6 separate regions of the Mus musculus genome follow, and all the other regions are linked to region 3. The links are chromatin contacts, called in public HiCAR-type and promoter capture Hi-C maps. All regions are on one chromosome and are shown on one strand. Each heading gives the region's core, a stretch centred on a gene start, on an enhancer-like site or on the middle of the called end of the contact. The rest is flanking DNA. Distances are from core to core; before and after follow the strand shown. Region 1 overlaps Psme4 (proteasome (prosome, macropain) activator subunit 4). Region 2 holds the start of Gpr75 (G protein-coupled receptor 75). Region 3 holds the start of Ppp4r3b (protein phosphatase 4 regulatory subunit 3B). Region 4 has its middle 96 kb from the start of Gm25387. Region 5 holds the start of Chac2 (ChaC, cation transport regulator 2). Region 6 holds the start of Erlec1 (endoplasmic reticulum lectin 1).

Region 1 (3,213 bases), core at 569-3,068, 1.6 Mb after region 3:
ATGTATTTCTTTTTTTTTTTTTCTTAAAGATTTATTTATTATATGTAAGTATACTGTAGCTGTCTTCAGACACTCCAGAAGAGGGAGTCAGATCTCGTTACAGATGGTTGTGAGCCACCATGTGGTTGCTGGGATTTGAACTCTGGACCTTCAGAAGAGCAGTCGGATGCTCTTACCCACTGAGCCATCTCACCAGCCCCAGAGTGCCATGTATTTCATTCTACCTTAAAACTTGGTTCTGTTTAGAGCAAAGATAATCAAAACATTTACCCTCTCTTCCTTCTCTTCCCTTCCATCTCAGACTTCAAGTACTGAGACTGTTGGTAATTGAAAGAAGTTTTTAGGTTTTTTGTTTGTTTTAAAACAAGGCCTCCATGTTGTCCTGTCTGTACTAGAACTCACTATGCAGACCAGGCTGGCTTTGAACTCAGAGAAATGTCTGCCTCTGCCTCCTGGGTACTGGGACAAAGGAATGCACCACCTCACCTGACCTAGTAGAGTTTTTAATTTAGTACAAAATACAAAATTGTATTTTTGACTCCTGTTTCCTATTCATGTCTTGTCACAACTTAATGTTCTTGTAAAAGGACATTTTAAGTATTTTTCCTTTTTAAGTGTTTTTCCTCTATATATTTTAAGGCTACCATGCATACTATTTTTCATAGTGTATATGCGTGTAGGAAAAAATTGTTTTCCTTTCTTTACTTTTTTTTTTTTACTTTTTTTTTTTTTTTTTTTTTGAGGGGGAAGGACTAGGGTCTTGTTGTGTAGCCTAGGCTGGCCTCCAGCTCCCAACAGTCCTGCCACCACACCTGGCTTGGTACTTAGTTTTTGATTACCTGTGTATCTCTATCCCATTACCATTTGTGGTTGTTAGCAATTGAGCCCAGGGATTTGACTTGCTAAGTAAGTGTTGTACCACTGATATCTACCCTAGCCTGGCTTCCTCTATTGATTCAACAAAGGGTCATTTGCTTTTGTTGTTTTTGTTTTTTGAGACAGGTCTTTTTGGGTGCAATTTTTTAAAAATCAAACTTCTGCCTTTCCAGGAGCTCTGCCTGCCACTCTCCAGGCTAGGCTCTGTGATCAGTCACCACTGGTCTCACTCAGCTCCAGCAAGGGCCAGCTGGCCGTTTTTTAAAACTAGCTCCCTCCATCTTCCTTGGCCCCTACTCATTGTGTAGGCGGAGACTGCAAACTCTAGGGGCCCCAAGACCTACATGTCTGTAGCTTCCCCCTTGCTCCAAAGCCTGGTCTGAATCCTTTTTCTCTGTGTCCCTTCTCTTCCTCCTAGGACCTGGAAATCCCACCTTTTTTTCCCTTCATTCAGCAAGTGACTTTTCCCTCCTTTATTGACACAATCAAGAACCAATTAGGGAATCAACCCCTTCCACTACAGGTCTTGCTATATATAGCTCAGTGGCCTCAAACTCACAGTTCCTCTGCTACTGCTTCCCTAGGGCTGGAATTGCATGTGTCAATACACTTGGTTTACAAAGGGCAATTTATGATCACATAAGTCTTTTATTCTTACCTTTACCTGTTTACAACATGGAAATAACATATTCTACTCTGGGGTTTCTTATTACTCATTAATGATCTGGACCCAAAATTTAATAGTTAATAAAATGAAGAAAGTCATTCCCCCAATGAACTGTCAGTAAGTCATTTTCACCAGTTATTTCATCAGTAAACACTGAATTGCATTGATTTCTAAAACAGCATTTGAGGAACATTATGAGGAGAAAGGGCTCAGCAATTAAAAGAATATGTTTCTTCAGAAGATCCAAGTTAGGCTTTTAGCACCTGTAACTCCAGCTCTAGGGCATCTGCTGCCCTCTTCAGGCCTCCTTGGGTATCCCGTCCCCTGCCTGGGACATACATAGAATAGTTCAGATTGTTCAAGTAATCATGCTAAATTTACATGAGAGGAAGGGTGATTACAGTAACATTTATTTTAGAAAAATGCTTTAATTTTAATGAAAAGTTAGTGCTACCATTGCCTCCATGGTGATGATGGTGTCTCTTCTGTGTAACTGATGAAGTAATCTTAATGGCTGTAAAAGTGACATTTAACAGAGTGGTGTGAGATTTGAAAGATGGGTAATGAAAAATGTTTGATTGGCTAAAGATGAGTTTGTTTAGATTTAGAAAGAAGGTAAAACTGACTTAATACATTGTTAGGGGAAAAAAGAATACTATTTAATTAGGAGTTTAAGGCAGGGAAAGAAGGAATGCACCATTATTGTTGTTTTCCAATTCATATGTTAAAAAAAGCAAATAGAGTTAGTCTGACAGAAATTTTAGTTCAGTTGAATCTATGAATATTTCTGGGATTATTTTTATTTTGAATGTGTCATGTGTTGGGGGGGGTTTACAAGTGAATCTTGGGCATGACTCAGTGTTTAAGAGCACTGCCTCTTTTTCCACAGGACATGGATTTGATTCCTAGTACCTACAATGGTGACTCACAACCATCTGTATGTAGCTCCAGCTTTTGACTTCCATAGTCACCAGGCATGTAGTGATGCACATATACATGCAGACAAAACATTCATACACATAAAATAAATAAATGATTCTTTAAAATTTTTTTAAAATAAAAGAAAAGCTAATCTTATCTTGATAGTTATAAAGAACTAGGAGAGTCAGGTTACAGCCTCCATGACTTTGAAATTCACTTTTTAGTAACTGGGAACAGAAATGGTTGACTCTCTTGTCCTGCCTTGGAACAATCAGAGAGCATTAGTGCCATCATGAGGAAATTGAAGTGTAGAGAAAAATTTACATGAGGCTCAAACTGGAACAAGAGCTTAAGAATTCACTTTTGTACAGAATAGTAAGGTGATGAAAAGAAATTTCTCATCTGGGTATTATATCCTGAATCATAAATTCATGATTGATAGGCAGGAAAATTGCTGTAGCAGTAAAAGGTGCACAAGTTTTTGTTTCTGTGAAGTTGCACGTACAATGCTTTTTGCAAAGCATGAATTAATAGTTGTTAATATTTGCTGTGATGCCTAATAAATAATTCCGAGCTACCCAACAGCTTTCAATATATTATCTCAGTTAATTTTAAAATAGCTTTATGAGAGGGTAGGTATTTGCCATGATAAAAAGTACTAAGCTGTAATACTATATTCTTAGGAACAATGACTTGATTTTCAAATTCAGATTTGTCTGACTCTTAGGTTCAACCTGAAGCATTGTGTA
Region 2 (3,246 bases), core at 666-3,165, 1.7 Mb after region 3:
GACAGCCAAGGTACACAGAGAAACCCTGTCTCGAAACAAACAAACAAACAAAAAGCAAACAACAACAACAAAAAACAAAGATAAGCTGGTCAGGAGCAGAGAGATGGATGACAATATTAGACAGCTATTGTTGGCTGGACTTCAGCGAGCATAGGTTCCTGTGAGCTTTGCTGAGTAAGGAAAGTAGAAAACATTTATAAGCTCTAGTCTTCAGTTTCTGAATAGACTTTGAAGCCTTTCTAAATCATATTTAGAAGGACATTTTCCTTACTATTAATGTGACTGAGGTGAGGGACTGGTGTAGCCTAGCAGTCGAGGCCTTGCATAGCACAGTAGCATCCCTGAGTTCAACCCCAGTACGAGGGCAGGGCGTGGAATTCACACTTGAAAGCTTTTCTTATATTGGAGCATCCAAGGAATATTTAAGCCAGGAGCTCCTAATGATGGTTGTTTGCCATCCTGCCCAGTGAATGTGGACATTTTATTGGCCTTGATGTGCACTTTCCCAGAATGCTCCTTATTTTGCATGCCATCCATAAGATTGTGCTGGAAAGCTGGGTTTATTGCCTGTTCACGTGCTAGCATATTGTTAGCCATGATTAACTTTTACAGACTTTGCCTTTTGCATTATTGGTATGCCACTGTTTTTATCCAGTATCCTTGCTGCCATATTTTGTGCATGTTATTATTTTGTGTTGCCTTATAACCCCACAAACATTGGTGGAGCCTTTGTCTTTCTCAGTATGAGGTTGGTTTCTCTCAGGTGTATGTACTACTGATGGCTACTAGTAGTTCAGCCTGAACATTTTGTTATCGTTTATGTCCAAATGGAAATTATACAGGCAGTATTTAATGTATTTGGAGAGACATATAATTTGGGTCAGAATTCCCACTCTTAACTGCTAATTCGTGTTTTTTTTCTTCAAATGTTTCTAGGGCCCAGTGTTACCTTTACCAACAACATCTTAGAACCAGTATATTGCCAAGTGTCTGGGGAGTAGAACATGATTTATGTGAAAATTAGTTGGGGGTTTTTCTTGAGCATTTTTTTTCCTAAACATAGTTCGGATTTCACAAATCCCTTCAACATGTTTCTTAGTAAAAAATGGGAAAATTAATAGAATTGTATTAGTATTATTATATTTTATACTTAATTACATTAAGTATAAAGGAAACTTAACAGAAAACGGAAAGGGGTTGTAGTGGCAATGGTGCCACGAAATATTTCACCTGGATGGAATCAAAGTCTTTGATTTCTAACCAAAAAAAAAAAGGGGGGGGACATTTGAATAGCATTCTCTATTTCTTAAGTATTGGATGAGATTAGAAAAGTAGAAGATCATAATTAACCAGGTTAAAATCCTGAAGGAGTTAACAGGGTATGTTTGCCCATAACAACATACTTAGGAATGTTTCTTATATAAGCTAAAGTGGGTTTGTTGTTTTAGACATATTGACTTTGGGAGATGAGAAGCAACGCTCTAATGGTTTATGCTGGTGTTTTAAACAGGACTAGCTGAATTACACTATTGCTTCTCAAGATTTTTACACCCAACACGGTATTTAATAGTACCTGTTTGTTTGTTTTTTTAACTTTGCATCAACCACGTACTTACTATGACCTAAGACACATATGTGTGTTGAAATTGGTTCGATTCAATTTGTCATAATGACTTTAATTATTAAACTGGAACTGACAGCCTAGTTAGAAAGCCAAGGAGATCAGCTTGAAGGCTCTCCGCAGGCACTCTCAGCTGTCTCCTCCTGCCTGGCATCTCTGGTTTTCATTTTTTCCTTGCTGTGTATCAGCGGTCAGTGGCCAATTCACAGGCAGCCCTGGCATATCGGAGCGCACTCCCACTAGGCTGAGGCGGGCAGGCAGGGAGGGTGCCGAGCAGGCGGGGCGGCCACGGTCAGAGGGAGGGGCCGCGCCCCGGGTTCGGTGACTGCGCCGCGCGCCCGGCTCGCCTAGGCTCCCGGGATGCGCGGAGGCGGCAGCGATGGCGATGATGACTCTAGCCCGGCAGCTTCCAGGCCACCGGGCACAGATAGGGTCACTACTGCGACACGGAGGAGGAAGGGCGGCGCTGAGGCCAGCTGGTAGGTGAGAGGCCGCAAGCCCAGACCGGGAGGATCACACCAGGGTTGTGAGGCGAGCGGGAGCGGGGAGAAGGCTAAGCTTGGCCTGGCCTGGTAGGTTGCGCACCTGTGTTCCTGTGCAGCCTTGCTGTAAGCTCTACACAGACCACAACCCACTGCCTGCATCCAGGCGGAGTCCAAGCATCCCTGGACTAGCCTAGGCCTGTGTTTCCTCCAGTTCTAGGGAGCCCCCTACCCGTTACCAATCACAGTTGGGGATAAACCTGCAATCTCCTACTCCTTTAGTCAATAGTACGATAGTACGCAGTGCTCCACAGACTCCTTATCCCTCCACCAGAGACCCAGATCTTTCCCACCCCATCAGCTATTAGCCTCAATGGATAGATAGTTCAGGTGATTAGAAACAATGGGAGGTTTGAAATATCTCACTGACCTTGGGCAAGTTATTTAGCCTCCCCGTGCTTTTCTAGATCCATTCAAATTAGTGGGAATGGGACAGAACTTAGTTTTGTGTGAGGGCTGTGGAAAAAAAAAAAAAAAAAAAAAAAAAGCCTTCCATGAAGAAATTCGGCATTTATTTGGGGTTGGAATACAATGAAATAATCAAGGTCATGAGTTAACTTGTAAGTGTCCTAACGTTTGCTTCAAAAATTAATAATCTCTGTGAGCTCCTAGGGATCCGGGTTAGTTGATTCTGTTGGTCTTGCCCTTCAGCTCCCTCAGTCCGTCAACTTTTAGAATGGGAATAAAACAAACAAACAAACAGCACAGTATTAGAGACCCATCGCCCCTCCCCCCTCCCGCCTTCTCTTCCCCCTGTCCCTCCCTACACCTACTCATGACCCCCTCCCTCCTTCCCTCAGGCTGGCTTTCAAGTAGGTGATACTGCCTTTATGCTCTTGAGAGACTGAGATTACAGGCTACCACATCCAGCTTTTCACATATTTTTTTGTTTATTTGTTTTGCAACAGAGTGTCACTATGTAGCCTTAGCTGGCCTGGAGCTTACTGTGTAGATCAGGCTGGCCTCCAACTCAGAAATCTGCCTCCTTCTGCCTCATGAACACTGAGATTAAAGGCCACATCCATATTTTACTAAGAGTTGACACTAAGCAATTTGTTAGGAGTTCCTCGTTCTTGCTTCCAG
Region 3 (3,443 bases), core at 291-2,790:
TGGCTATGGCACAGTGATGCTTCCAGACTACAGCATAAGCTGGATGGACCCTGACCAAAACATTCTACAGAGAATGCTCTGGGCACCTGAAATTTCTGTCCTAAAGGCTGAGTGGGCTTCCAGGATCTATCCAGTGCTCTTGCCAACGTTCTTTTCTCCTTTAGAGTGGGCAATGAAAAGGATGCTTAGACAAATCCTTGGGTGTCCTCTAACATTGGGCTAAAACACTGACTCTGGAAAGCTTTCTATGGCCTTCCCCAAACAAGTCATATTTTCCCTGGTTCAAAGTACATTTTGTCCATATCAGTCACAGATTATCAGGGACTTATGTATAGTGATTCACGTCCTTTTATCATAGGCAGAATCCTGTTACATACCATAGGCTGCAATTTCCATATGCAGTCGTTACAGGCAAATGACAGCAGACCAGGCTAATTTTCTTGGTCCCTCATACATTTAAAGAATCGCAATGATAGTTCAAATTTTGAAATCCTTTTCAATCAAGCGACTATGTACATAAGACACCCTTTTAAACATGAGTTGCCGCCTAACCTCGTCAAATCATAAGCACACTTTGACAAGCATGGTGATGACTACAACTCCCGAAATACACCGCGGGATCAACATGTGCACCTGCCCCGTGTTCACCTTTCAGGTTAGAGCCAAGAGTTGAGGGACCATATAAGAGAACGGAGAGGCGGCAGAACTACGCTGGGAGCGGATGCCTTCGGGCGAGCGTCACGCTCTGAGCGACGTTAACTTCACGCTGGAAACCGTTCTTGCGGCACATGAAGCTGAGAGCTCCCCGAGGATTGTGAGGCTGTACGCCTGTGCTTGCCTCGTCGCTGCCGCCGGTCTCTCTGAACCTTTTAATGGTCCGTGGTACCCGGCTAACGGAAGAACGCTTCGGCGGGAAATAGGAACTGTCAACGCGTTTGTGGAACATTAGATCGCCCACTGCTCATCGTGGCCATGGAACACCTTCCCGGCAGAAGCCTCGCAGATTCTATAACGGATTTTAGTGGGTGAAGGCTCGACCTCCCATCGTCTTCACGAATGACTCGAACACCCTCACCCCGTCTCAGTCCTTTTCGGGCTGTCAGCCTGAGTCCCTACACTTGGCTTCACTCTAGTCCTGTGCACGCATTCGGACTTCTCAGCCTGGCTCTGTTCTGCTGAGAGCAAGTCCAGAGTTGACAACCCGCCACATGACCAACATCAGCCCTACAAATCCCGAAGAACAACTCGGCAACTCCATCGCCAAGGCAACCTTCTACACACGCTTCCTCCCGGCGCAGGTAGAAAAGCTCGCGGGACTTCCCCGCCCAACTGAGATTCCCGAATCAGGAAGCGGGGCCGAAAGAGGAGGAAGTCCCTCCTTGGCCGGCTCACCTCGGCGGCGCACTCCTCGCGAGATCGCCGAGGTCTGACTCTCCGGAAGTGTGTTCGGAGGTAAAGGTACTGTGCGTTGGGCTCGTCGGCCGCCGTAGCCCCTGCTAGGGCAGCCCGTACGAACCTGCTGGAAGAGGAAGAGAAAGGCAGAGAGTCGGGTTACAAGATGGCGGATCTGTAGTAGTAACCGCGGCGGGCGGCGGCAGCGGGAGAGCGAGCGAGCTCCGGGACGCAAAAGGAAGGGAGAGTGGTTGTGCGCCGCGGTGAAGGGAGGGGTAGCGGAGACCACGAGCGGAGGGCTCTCGGTGGCTCTGGTCACCCCTTCTCGCGGCTAAACCTTTAGAGCCATGGTAAACTCGGGCCTCTCCAGAGTCGCTGCCACCACCGCCGCTGCCGCCACTACCGGCTCTCAAGAGTGAGGGATACCGGCGAGGTGAGCGAGGAGGTGGCGGCTGGAACGGTGGGGCCAGAAGCCACCATGTCGGATACACGGAGGCGAGTGAAGGTCTATACCCTTAACGAAGACCGGCAATGGGACGACCGAGGCACCGGGCACGTCTCCTCCACTTACGTAGAGGAGCTCAAGGGGATGTCGCTGCTGGTTCGTGCCGAGTCCGACGGTAAGGGTATTGGAACGGTGGGGTAGGGGATAGTGCATCGGTTGCGGCACAACCTGAGGGTTAAGCGCTGCGCTCCGGTACTGTATTCTGACTAGCACCACTAGGGACAGCGCATTGGTCTTGAGCCTGCCCTTCTTTACGATAAAAACAAACTGCTGGGCCTGGATTTACTCTCTGTCAGACGTGAACTCGCAGTTCTCCGCCTCCATCCCTATTGAGGATTTGACTCCTTCTCCCCCCCCCCCCACCCCCCCATCCCAACCCGGTAGTTGAGGTTTAGAATGTATGAGTGGGAAGTCAGTAGAAGACCAGGTAGGAATATCGCCCATGAGATGACCCCCGACTCCCGAGCCGCTTTAGGTACAGTCCTGTCGGTTGTACCTATGTAGCATAAAAGGTTTAGAGAAACTCTGCCTTAAAAACAAGTTTCAGTTGTTCCAATCGCCAGGTGCTGGGGAAAACTAAAACGGACTTTCTCTTGGAGTTACTACAGACTGTTGCCACGAAACACACAAGCACGTACATATTTATTGATTGATCCCTCCAAGGCTGCCGTTGTAGGGAGTGAAAAAGTGGGTTCCACAATCTCGGCAAGTTAGAAAACTAAAGCGGACTGTGAAGTTGTATTTGTTGATTGCAGAATTCATAGAAACCATTTTAATATTAAAAACTGACAGCCATAATAAAAAAGCTACTACTTATATATACTCAAGAGCTGCCCAACTGGAACAGCTAATGCATTCAAGAAATAAAAGAATAGCAATCTTAGATCATTTTGGGCAAATGTTGTACTAGTGCAGAGTCCCTCATTAGGAGTTAAGAGGCATTTATTTCTACATTATGAAGAGGAGGGTTTGTCAAAGGAAAAGGATAAATATCATTTGTATGGTAAGTCTCTCTGGGGTCCTTGTAATTTGTTTTGTTAGACAGGAAATTCAGTGAAACAGCTTTTGTTAAAGTTTAGTCTTCAAATGGTCAATTAGACCTTAAAGGTTTTAGTTACCTCATAGTCTGAATATTGATTTCACATTTCCTTCCTTCTGAGGACATATGGAGGTAGGATGAAACAGTCTAAGTTAACCATGTAGTCTTTATTTAGAAAATATGAATTAAAATACATTTGTAGCTTCAGATGTTCATCTGGTGAGAAGACATGAAATGCTTACTAGATGTGTGCTACTGAAGGTTTTATAATTTCAGACTTTTTTTTTTTTTACTCTTTCAGGATCGCTACTCTTAGAGTCAAAGATAAATCCAAACACTGCATATCAGAAACAGCAGGCAAGTAGTTGTTTATCTTTAATTTGAAAACTTCATCTGTGATCCAGGATGTATTATTTATGTGACAAAGATGGGAATATTTTCCAGACAAGAAAAAAAGTTTGGTAACTAAAATTAGGAACCATATATATTTTCCTTCAGTTTGAGAGT
Region 4 (3,479 bases), core at 82-2,581, 2.0 Mb before region 3:
CCCCAAAGTGGACAGGAGCTGATCTGATGCAAATCACAGCAGGATCTTTATTCCACTAGCTCAGGTTCCCCAGGCCACTGCCAACATGTGGAACAAATTTGGTAGAAAGGAGTAGGGAATATCTAAAGTTTTATAGAAAGCAGCAAGAGGCCAGTGGGTGTTTCTAGCCTGGCAAGCATCTAACTGGAGAGCTACCATGTCCTTTAGTGTAAACTGACTGATACTGGGAGTCAAACCATAAACTTCACTTCACTTCTCTTTGTGTTGATGGTTATTAGTCAGGGGGACAGGGTTGTTGAAATTAACCTGGAAATGCTGGATTTGTTGGGGATTAGCTATAGAAACTGGAGTTTCTAGGTTTTGTTGGGGAGTAAATTGAAAACTAATGCCTTTTAGTTTACCTGAGTTCAAGTTTTCTGAAATGAAGTCTGAATTTAAGATTTGGTCTCTCGGGGCTGGAGAGATGGCTCAGCAACTGATCTTCCAGAGGTCCTGAGTTCAATTCCCAGAAACCAAGTGTTGGCTCACAACCATCTGTAATAGGATCTGATGCCCTCTTCCGGTGTGTCTGAAGAAAGCAATGATGTACTCATATACATTAAATAAATAGATAAATAAATAAATAGATAGATAAATAGATTTTAAATAGATAAATAAATAAATCTTTTTTTAAAAAAATCAAAAAAGATTTGGTCTCTCATAACAACTTTGTAGAATTTTATGATTCTTTATATTTTACAAACAGCAAGTGCCGCTTGCCAGTTGGAGCGATATATAAACCAGACAATTTGCTACTTTGAAACATTAAAGTACAAATCCCTGCTTATTTTCTCTGGAATAGCAACAGCCACAAACTACTTCCTGTGCTGACACTATCTATCTATTATGTTATTTATTTCTGCTCTTTTGTTTTCAAGCCCTGATGTCAATCATTATTCCAGCTGTTCTCTCTTAAGCTACTATGACAGTTTCTTTGTCAGACTTTTTGTCTTTTATTTCCATCCCAACACAGAAATCATACTGATATTCAGTGATCCTCCTTTCTTGCCACAAAATCTGATTTTTATAGCTTGTCAGAAGACATCTGAGCTGCTACCCAGGTTGAATCTCCAGATTATCATGAACTGAAATTGCTATGCATCAAGGCTTGTGTTCTGTCACGATGCTGTTTCCCTTCCTTCAGCACAAATCTCCTGTATATACCTTAACAAATTGCCGCACTCCTCACAGCTTAAACCAACAGGAATTTATTCTCTCATTACAGACATTCTGAAGCTCACCATTAGGATGTCAGCTGTGTTGATTTCCTTGAGGGACCCTAAGGGGTTTTCCAGTCCCACACCCTCCTTAACACTTCCCCCTCCTGCCTGGAGTCAAGGCTAGTCCAAGTTCCATTCTCCACCCACAGGAACATTCCTGAGTAAAACAATCTCAGAATGTACTGACTGATAATTACTTGAGCCTCTGGAAAGTCTCAGGTAGAGTTCAAATGCCTGTCATGCTTGCTAGCCAATAGATTTAAAGGTCTATATGCTTAGACAACAAGTTTGAACTATAACCTTGCTGATGAAACCTGTGAACCTAAAAAATATAAAAACTGCTCATAATAGTTGTTTGGGGTCACTTTCTTAGTAACTTGCCTTGATGGACTAATTGAAGGTCGACCCTGATATACCCAAAAATAAACCTCTTTGTTTTGCATAGATCTGCATATCTCTTTGGGCATCTCAAAGTAAGTACCATTGACAAAAGGTCAGTGTCTTACACTCTCAAGATTCCTTGAGGTAGGTTCCCTATTCCATGTCTTTTGTTGGCTGCCTGAAACCCTTGGTTTCTGCATAAGTTCCATTTCTGCCCCCCTCTGTTTCACTGTGTGTAGTGGTTTGAATGAGAATGGCCCCTATAGGCTCATAGATTAGAATAATTGTTCAATAGGACGTGGCACTACTTGAGCAAGATTAGCAGATACTACCTTGTTCGAGAAAGTGTGTCATTGAAGGTTGGACTTTAAGGTTTCAAATCACAAGCCAGGTCCAGTGTCTCTCTCTTCCTGTTGCCAGCTATCAGGATATGGAACTCTCAGCTACTTCTCTGGCACTATGTCTGTTTGTATGACTCTATGATTTTTGCCATGATGAAAATGGACTAGACCTTTGAAACATGAAGGAAGCTCACTTAAATGCTTTCTTTTTATAAGAGTTGCTGTGGACATAGTGTCTCTTCACAGCAATAGACTACTAAGACAGAAACTGGTACTAGAGATCAGGTTATTGCTGTGGTAGGTCTGACCATGCTATTTATTTAAGGAATGCTGAAGACTTTGGGACTTTGGGCTAGAAAACTAGTTGAATGTTTTAAGCATGATAAATGGGCCATCTTAGGAGGAACATAAAAGACAATGGTGCTGAAGATAGAGGAGGTAAACCTGAATAACATTGCTAGGTGGTCTAGAAACTGTTCTTGTGATAATTTAAAGAATGTGGCTGCTTTATATACTTGTTGAGGAAATATGCCTGAGGCTAGTAACTCCTGGACTATTTCTATTCATTTTTTTTTTTTTTTGGTATTTATTTCATTTACATTTCCAATGCTATCCCAAAAGTCCCCCACCCATTCCCCACCCACCCACTCACACTTCTTGGCCCTCGTTCTCCTGTACTGAGACAGATAAAGTTTGCACGACAAATGGGCCTCTCTTTCCACTGATGGCCGACTAGGCCATCTTCTGATACATATGCATCTAGAGTCAAGAGCTCTGGGGGAGGGGGTACTGGGTAGCTCATATTGTTGTTCCACCTATCCGGTTGCAGACCACCCCAGCTCCTTGGGTACTTTCTCTAGCGCCTCCATTGGGGGCCCTGTGATCCATCCATTAGCTGACTGTGAGCATCCACTTCTGTGTTTGCTAGGCCCCAGCATAGTCTCTCAAGAGACAGCTACATCTGGGTCCTTTCGATAAAATCTTGCTAGTGTATGCAATGGTGTCAGCGTTTGGAAGCTGATTATGGGATGGATCTCCGGATATGGCAGTTTCTAGATGGTCCATCCTTTTGTCTCAGCTCCAAACTATGTCTCTGTAACTCCTTCCATGGGTGTTTTGTTCCCAATTCTAAGAAGGGGCAAAGTGTCCACACTTTGGTCTTTGTTTGTCTTGAGTTTCATGCGTTTAGCAAATTGTATCTTATATCTTGGGTATTCTAAGTTTCTGGGCTAATATCCACTTATCAGTGAGTACACATTGTGTGAATTCTTTTGTGATTGGGTTACCTCACTCAGGATGATGCCCTCCAGGTCCATCCATTTGCCTAGGAATTTCATAAATTCATTCTTCTTAATAGCTGAGTAGTACTCCATTGTGTAAATGTATCACATTTTCTGTATCCATTCCTCTGTTGAGGGACATCTGGGTTCTTTCCAGCTTCTGGCTATTATAAATAAGGCTGCTATAAACATAGTGGAGCATGTGTCCTTCTTACCAG
Region 5 (3,170 bases), core at 437-2,936, 1.8 Mb after region 3:
ATGTAAGAAAGATACCCTTTGATTGAGCCTATGTTGTAAAATATGCAGTCATAACCACATACCTGCCTGCTTAATGTTTGGTTATTAAAATGAAAAGCTAGTTTAAGGTATATATATATATATATACATACATACATACATATACATACATACATATATATACCTAAAAGGCATTTTATTTATTTTAATTCTTTAATATTTTAAATATTGTTTTATAGTAGTCTTGGTAATTCTTTGGTTATGGTGTTTCTGTTGATGTAAATAAACATTGGCCTCTGTTTGGGTTCCACCAGGCCAGGAAAGTCTACCTTAATTCTAAATTGACAAACTGTAGTTAGAATGGTTCTACCTCAGATGCTCTTCCTGATTTAAAGCCTGTATCTTTTGAGCAGGTACACACTGTGATCTTTCCCTTTCCTAAAATCTCTTCTGATACTTGGTTTCCAGTATTTCAGAATATTATGCTTTAGAGTATTTTTTAAAAATGGTGCTGGGAATTGAACTCGGGCAGGGCCTTGCATGCACTAGGTAAGAACTCTACTACTAAGCTATATTCCCAGACTTGTTTCTGAGCTTGAGGTCCAGGCCAGTATTGAACTTGTGATATTCTTTTGGATTACAATTTTGTACCAGCAGACTAGGCTAATTTTAAGAGTATGTTGGAGAACACAGGAACATTCAAAACCAAAGGTTAGATATTAACCAAACAAGTTACTAGTTCATACTTGTTTAACTTTTTTTTTCCACAGATTTTTTTTTTTTTTTTTTTTTTTTTTTTGTAGCCAAGGCAAATAGTGAGCTGCTTCTAACACTCTGAACCCCTGGAGAGCTGAATGCTTTATATGACCGAACTGAAAAACAGATCCAATGATTTGTATTTACATTAATAATTCAAGAGAACTATGGAGAAGGAACATTCAAATAATGGAGATTTTCAATTCATTACTCAGAACGAACTGCAAACCTCACATAACTTTGCTTATACCTCTCAATCAAAAAATCACCATGGGCATAAAAATTGGAATGACTGGAAACTAGTTCTTTCATGATCTTAGGCATTTTAAAACTAAAACATTGGAAACATAAATTGGAAATTTACAGGCACATATAAATTCAGACCAGTAAAAACCTGGCATAATATAGACATATCAACGAATTTACACACTGACCATGTGGTGACATGAAAATTCAACTTTATTATTTTGTGGGGTGGCAGAGGTTGCCAAGATAAGGGTGCTGTCCTGGCCACTTCAGCCTTGGGCGAGCTCCCTGTGCCCGTGCTTTCTGCTTTAGAAACTAATTACTGGCTTCTGAAGCGGCCTAAGGATATCCACTTCTTGAGAGAGGCAAGGGCAGGTGGCCAATGAAGTTGAGAGCTTTATCCTGTTCCAGTGCTCTGCTGGGTAGGTGGGCATGAGGCGCTGGCTCCTTACCTTGCCTGGGACCCCGCGGTGGTCCGTGCTACCTTGCCAGAAGCGCCGACTGTAGTTTGTGATGTAACCAACCAGCTTGTCCTGGTAGGGGAAGTCCACCTTCCAGATGAGGGACCCATAACCAAACACCCACATCTTTCTGGACCCTGACCGGCACTCGGACTTCAGAACGAGACTGCTACCGAGGGGAGTAACCGGCTGCTGGGGCAGTGCCAGGCGCTCTGGCTTCGCCTGATGTGCGGCGCAAAGCACACTGGGTTTTCAGAGCTTCTATGGTGCGGGAGGGGTGGGGGTAGGGAATGGGAGGCAGGGGACTACATTACCCACAATTCTTTAGAGTTTTACGACTCTCGAGTTGGAGCAGCACCCCTCCCACCTTTTTTTCTAGTGAGAATTGAAAGAGGAGAAAAGGCAGGACTCCTGTCTTATAGGGCACCACAATTAGCACGTAGTCATTTTGTTGTGCTTTGAAAATTGGCTAGCTGCCCACATCAAACAGCAGCCAGAGTGGCAGATCCCGGAAGTATAATATCTGTATGACCAAGTCCTGTGTCCTTTGCTTTTAAATAGAAGCAAAACAGTAGTTTTATGTGTGTGAAAAAGCAACTGGATTCTAATGGAAGTTGCTTATCAGATTGGGGGGAGGGGGGGAAGAACGGGACTGTTTAAGCATGATGAAGGAGAGAGGTTTTTATACAGTAAGAGACATCTGGAACAGTTCACAGTGGGCAGGACCAAACTGAGCTGTGCCATGTGAGAAGAGGGAGGGAAAGAAAGATGAGAGAGAGGGACTAGGTGCAGCAGCCTGGAGGCTCAAAAGGGATTTGGTTGGATTATATAGGAAAGGGCTGCTGCTAGAAGGTCAGCCCAGCCCTAGGGATGGAAAAGTTTAGAGTAGGGGTTGGGGTATGCCAGCAGGAGGGTCCTGAAATAGATCAGGACCGAAGGATGCAGGAAGAACTTGGCAGTCAGTGCCTATTATGATGTTAAGTAGGCACCTCAGCCATTTTTCTCACTTTTGAAACCTACCACTTATTTAAACTTCAAAGAACAGTTTGTTCAGTCTTAATCTCGGAGGCTCAGAGACGAGCAGGTGCACTCTCCCATTACATTACTTCACCAGTGGCTTTTACAGTGCTGCTTATAGAATCCTTTTCTTTTCTCAGGTGAATGGCTGCTGTTTTGTTTAATAAGAAACTTTGAGGATAATGAATATTCTTTACTGAACACTTAATTTGGATGGTTGAGGAGAATTCTTATATTTAGTTTAAAATGTATTGTTTTTCCTGGATTTCCTTCTTAACTCTTAAGTATTTTCATTGCCTCCCCATCAGACAGTTCTATTCTTGCAGAACTATGGCAGGACACCTTAAATTTTAGATAAAAACACTAGTGGGAAAATATGTAGAACCACTGTTGACTATTGGGAAACATATTTTCTTAGTCTTCCTTTGGGTTGTGTTCTTTGTATTCTTAAGATTATAATATTTTATGTATTTGAATTTCTCAAAAATTGAAAATTAAGTGATATATATACACTCCCTCCCCCCAAAAAGAACAGAGCTTTGTTTTTTGTCTTTGATTGGCACCCCACTGAAAAGCAAGCTGATGTCCTAAATGTTGCTATAGTGATATAAATAGTAAGGAAGCAAAAAAAAAATTCCTCCTAAGTTATAGGGATTTTTAAAATACACACTCTAGATAAAGGTTCCAAACACTGAACTCAAATACAGACTT
Region 6 (3,451 bases), core at 265-2,764, 1.8 Mb after region 3:
TTTATGAGCAGTTGTCATGATGATGTAATTATCTTCTTTATACAAAACTCCAGTTGTAGGCTAGAAACAGAATCAAAAGCATACATTATTTTTTGTCAGTTAAGGTGCTTTACCCTGAATACATTCAGTGCTCTTTAGAACAAAGGTTCCTCAAGTAAATTGACCAGTTCTACTGAAGATTGTTAAAGCACATTTTCAGATGTAGGCAAAATAGTGTAAACATCTTTAAATGATAAGGAGGAAATTAAAAACTGTATACTGTTGTCCTATCTAACAGAAAAGATAAAGTTTGGGCTGTAAAAGAAAACTAGTAAGGCAATAGATTGAAGTTTAAATGCTAATTAATACATACATTGAGGCTATACATTGTGGCACACACCTTTAAGCCCCGCCCTCAGGAGGCCGTGGCAGGCGGATCTGTTTAAGTTCTAGTTTGCACTTGTTTACTTTTTTGGCGGTGCTGGCAATGGAATCCAGATCTAGGTGTGTGGTAAATTTGTCTGTAGTAGTTACACATGGATAGACATTTCAGCACTACAATCATTCAAAACTGAATTTCCATTCTTGTTAGATTATACACCAAAATCTCGTATTCTAGGACTGGAGAGATGCCACAGAAATTAAAAACACATTATTACTCTTCTCGGAGGGGTGAGTACAGTTCCCAGTTCTCACATTGGGAGCCTCACAGCCACTGGCTCTTTCATTCTTGCCTTTTTACACAATACACATTAATTAACGATCATAAAATCCTTTTTAATCTCATGTTCTAGAGTCCTAAATAATAGTGGTAATACATTCAAGCCTCTAGTCTATTCTGCATGGCCAGTAGTATTCCGCATATAAGCTCACTAATATCTTCCAAACCAAATAGCCCTCTCAAATGCCTTAAGGGAAAAGATTCTCAGAAGCTGTATACGTCGTTTTTAAGTGTGTGTTGGAGAGAAAGAATGAATAGAGATGGGACTCCTGTCTGTTGGACGGTTGTGCGGGTAGGGTGATGTGCTAGTTAATTCTAAAACTTCCTCCACAGAGTGGGGCTGTAGAGAAGCCAGATCTAACGTAATGAGATTTAAAGGAGGGAGATGAAGTGACCGCTGATCTCCTAGTTAGTATGGAGGGCATATCCACTTAGTGTGCTAAACGAATTAATGAATGAACGAACACACTTAGGCTTGGGGTCGATAAATGCTTGGGAAAAAAAGGTTCTGGAAGAAAAAGCTAAGGAATCGAGGGCTGGCCCGAATGCTTCGTGCCAGAAAGAGGGGAGAAGGCTGCGGCTCGTGAGGGCACTGACCAGAGAGAACTCGGTACCAGGCCAGTTGACTCGGAAGGGGATGTCGTCGCTGAGCTGGGGCAGCGCTCGGCCGCCGCCGGACGCCTCCAGGAGACCGTACAGAACCAGCAACAGTGGCCCTCCGGGGACCAGGCTCCGCAAGCCGCCGTCTCCTTCCTCCATTGCCGCGTCCTCCAGCCACCGTCACAACCTCCTCTACCAGAGGAGAACAGGAGGAGGGGAGGAGGAGGGGGAGGAAGGGGGGGAGGAGGAGGGGGAGGAGGAGGGGGAGGAGGAGGAGGAGGAGGAGGAGGAGGAGGAGGAGGAGGAGGAGGAGGAGGAGGAGGAGGAGGAGGAGGAGGAGGAGGAGGAAGAAGAGGAGGTACTACAAAGCGTCCTTAGTGCAGGGGACCCAACCGCCGCCGCCACGTCTCCTTGCAGACGGCTGGGCAAAGCCGCCTCCGCCTTACAAGGGCTTGGGGCCACCGCTTCCGGGGCAGGCAGCACATCAACATCCGGGGTTGTTGAGTCGGTGGCCTACGGAAGCCCGCGCTTGGGTCGCGTTGCATTGCGTTGCTGCTGTAGCATCCTAGCGGTTGGACTCAAACGCAGAGGCCCGGGACTGACGCCGGTTGAACGGGTCTGGAGACGGCGCTTGGACGAAGCGGCCCGGCCAGGTGAGTCCTGGCCCGCGCGCTCAGTCCAGCCGCTAGGGACTCTCGGGATTTGGGGGTGAGTGGGCGGCGGCCCGCTCTCAGAAAGCAAGTAGAGAACCGAGCTGTGCAGAGTCGAAGTAGAACTTACAGTTCCGACTGAGCTGCCTACCCTCCAGTCTTTTGCTATTTGCACTCTCCATCTTCTCTCCAGAAGCTTCTCTTAGTTTCTTTTGATGGCGACTGTTGTCACGTCTGTCTCAGATGCTGTGTGTTTGGGGACACCCCCAGTGACACCTGCCACGTCCTTCGACTTTGGCATAGATTTGTTGGGTGGCTAGGCGCGTACAGTCCTGCATTTTTACTTCAGGAGAAGTTTTCCCTCCCTTGACTCAAGTGTTGGACTGTTGTTATTTTACTTAAGTCCAGAAAGTTTATGTCAAGGCCAGAGCCAGGTGAATGTGAAGTTATGAATCAAGTTACAGCAGACTGAATATAGACAGAAAGTTTTGGTTTTTGTCCCCTTCTTGAAAAAAGAAAATAATGTCCACATTTTTTTTCATCTCCTGTGTAATAATTTTACAGTGTTTGCCATAGAACATTTGGTAAGGACTGCCCATGTTGTGGTGTTAAAATCCACTGGGAGAAGAGACTTAGACTCAATTCAAATTTAGACTAAATGAACTTATTCTTACTGTTGGCAGAAGGAAGGGAGCCATAGAGCAAATACAGCCCACCATGCAAAAGGTGAATTAAGGTGGGGCTTTAAGGAGGACATCTGAATTACATGGATTACTGATATCCATGGAGTCTACATCTGATCAGGAAAATTGTCTCACTTCTCTCAGTTGTTTCTTACTTTCTCATTATACAGTAATAAAAAAAAAAAAACCATTTTATCCCTTCCCCAAAGCGATAGTAAGTTTTACAAAAGGCAAGCAGCCTTTAATGCTTTATAGCCCCATTGTCTGATTCTTATCTATCCATTAGGATCTCCCAGGCATTCCAGAGCAAAAGACTCATTGGCCAGTTAAGGGAAGCCTGGCTCCACGTTAAGTTTCGTCAGTCATCACAGAGGACTTCTACTCTAATGACTGAGATAGAGCAGTTCATTTTTCAGTGGGTAAAAACATAGTGCCACTAGATTAAGGCTGGCTGTCATATCCCCACACTCAAATTTGAACCAAATCAAAAAGCAGGAAGAGCAGTCCGTTTTTCAGCTTTGTAAGTTTTCTTTAAGGTAAAGACTCACACTATTAAAACAATATTGTTCTAGAACTGATGTTTTGTTCATTGCATTAGCTCATCATAATGTTTAATGTGTGTCAGGCATTGGGATTGGTAAGCTAGAGAGTAAATGGGCTCCTGTCATTTGTATCTCATTTTCTATCATTGAGATACTACAAATGAATAATTATGAACTAGGGGCTAGAGAAATGGTCCAGTTACTAAGAGTACTGGCTGCTCTTCTAGAGGACTGGTGGTCCCAGCACTCACAAGGAGGCAGGCTCCAACCATCTGT

Evidence for each region. Promoter capture Hi-C pulls out the DNA fragments that hold promoters and counts their contacts. HiCAR-type assays count read pairs that join an accessible place to other places. Capture Hi-C pulls out chosen DNA fragments and counts their contacts.
Region 1: a promoter capture Hi-C map of stem cell-derived epiblast-like cells shows a contact between it and region 3, with 2.7 times the contacts expected there. The contact joins the enhancer-like site here to the promoter of Ppp4r3b in region 3. A contact is called at or near these places in 7 of 39 promoter capture datasets (3T3-L1-derived adipocytes, HPC-7-derived erythroid cells, cranial neural crest and 4 more) and 3 of 115 datasets of contacts at active chromatin or transcription factors (embryonic forebrain, large pre-B cells and microglia).
Region 2: a contact with region 3 is called in a HiCAR-type map of astrocytes, with 5 times the contacts expected there. The contact joins the promoter of Gpr75 here to the promoter of Ppp4r3b in region 3. A contact is called at or near these places in 3 of 39 promoter capture datasets (hippocampal neurons, liver and pre-B cells) and 2 of 115 datasets of contacts at active chromatin or transcription factors (astrocytes and embryonic forebrain).
Region 4: a promoter capture Hi-C map of second pharyngeal arch cranial neural crest shows a contact between it and region 3, with 10 times the contacts expected there. The contact joins the enhancer-like site here to the promoter of Ppp4r3b in region 3. A contact is called at or near these places in 10 of 39 promoter capture datasets (the 3T3-L1 cell line, cranial neural crest, embryonic stem cells and 6 more) and 10 of 115 datasets of contacts at active chromatin or transcription factors (astrocytes, embryonic forebrain, embryonic hindbrain and 5 more).
Region 5: a contact with region 3 is called in a HiCAR-type map of astrocytes, with 6 times the contacts expected there. The contact joins the promoter of Chac2 here to the promoter of Ppp4r3b in region 3. A contact is called at or near these places in 1 of 39 promoter capture datasets (pre-B cells), 2 of 484 Hi-C or Micro-C datasets (B cells and CD4 T cells) and 2 of 115 datasets of contacts at active chromatin or transcription factors (astrocytes and large pre-B cells).
Region 6: a contact with region 3 is called in a promoter capture Hi-C map of liver, with 6 times the contacts expected there. The contact joins the promoter of Erlec1 here to the promoter of Ppp4r3b in region 3. A contact is called at or near these places in 6 of 39 promoter capture datasets (the C10 cell line, frontonasal cranial neural crest, hippocampal neurons and 2 more), 2 of 484 Hi-C or Micro-C datasets (CD4 T cells and LSK cells), 2 of 115 datasets of contacts at active chromatin or transcription factors (bone marrow-derived macrophages and large pre-B cells) and 2 of 9 other capture datasets (adipose tissue and liver).

The regions. Positions count from the first base shown.
Region 1 is chr11:30,797,858-30,801,070 of GRCm38.p6, forward strand. All of the region lies in intron 3 of Psme4 (proteasome (prosome, macropain) activator subunit 4), which reads left to right. Among named protein-coding and RNA genes, the nearest start is that of Psme4, 28 kb to the left of the region's middle. Within about 2 kb of position 1,819, at least 10 of the 459 cell types and tissues checked have an H3K27ac peak or open chromatin away from gene starts, as enhancers often do. A contact at or near this core is called in stem cell-derived epiblast-like cells, where this site is marked.
Region 2 is chr11:30,883,443-30,886,688 of GRCm38.p6, forward strand. It overlaps Gpr75 (G protein-coupled receptor 75), which reads left to right and starts at 1,916. Exons shown (of 2, transcript NM_175490.4): 1 at 1,916-2,100. It also overlaps a transcript of Erlec1 not described here.
Region 3 is chr11:29,171,436-29,174,878 of GRCm38.p6, forward strand. It overlaps Ppp4r3b (protein phosphatase 4 regulatory subunit 3B), which reads left to right and starts at 1,541. Exons shown (of 16, transcript NM_134034.3): 1 at 1,541-2,012; 2 at 3,238-3,293. The coding sequence starts at 1,871.
Region 4 is chr11:27,220,775-27,224,253 of GRCm38.p6, forward strand. No RefSeq gene overlaps it. Among named protein-coding and RNA genes, the nearest start is that of Gm25387, 96 kb to the right of the region's middle. Within about 2 kb of position 1,332, at least 9 of the 459 cell types and tissues checked have an H3K27ac peak or open chromatin away from gene starts, as enhancers often do. A contact at or near this core is called in embryonic stem cells and second pharyngeal arch cranial neural crest, where this site is marked.
Region 5 is chr11:30,984,679-30,987,848 of GRCm38.p6, forward strand. Chac2 (ChaC, cation transport regulator 2) reads right to left here and starts at 1,687. Exons shown (of 3, transcript NM_026527.3): 1 at 1,434-1,687. The coding sequence starts at 1,568. The region is part of intron 1 of Asb3 (ankyrin repeat and SOCS box-containing 3); the gene reads left to right.
Region 6 is chr11:30,952,617-30,956,067 of GRCm38.p6, forward strand. Erlec1 (endoplasmic reticulum lectin 1) reads right to left here and starts at 1,515. Exons shown (of 14, transcript NM_025745.3): 1 at 1,298-1,515; 2 at 1-60. The coding sequence starts at 1,459. It overlaps Asb3 (ankyrin repeat and SOCS box-containing 3), which reads left to right and starts at 1,782. Exons shown (of 10, transcript NM_023906.3): 1 at 1,782-1,953.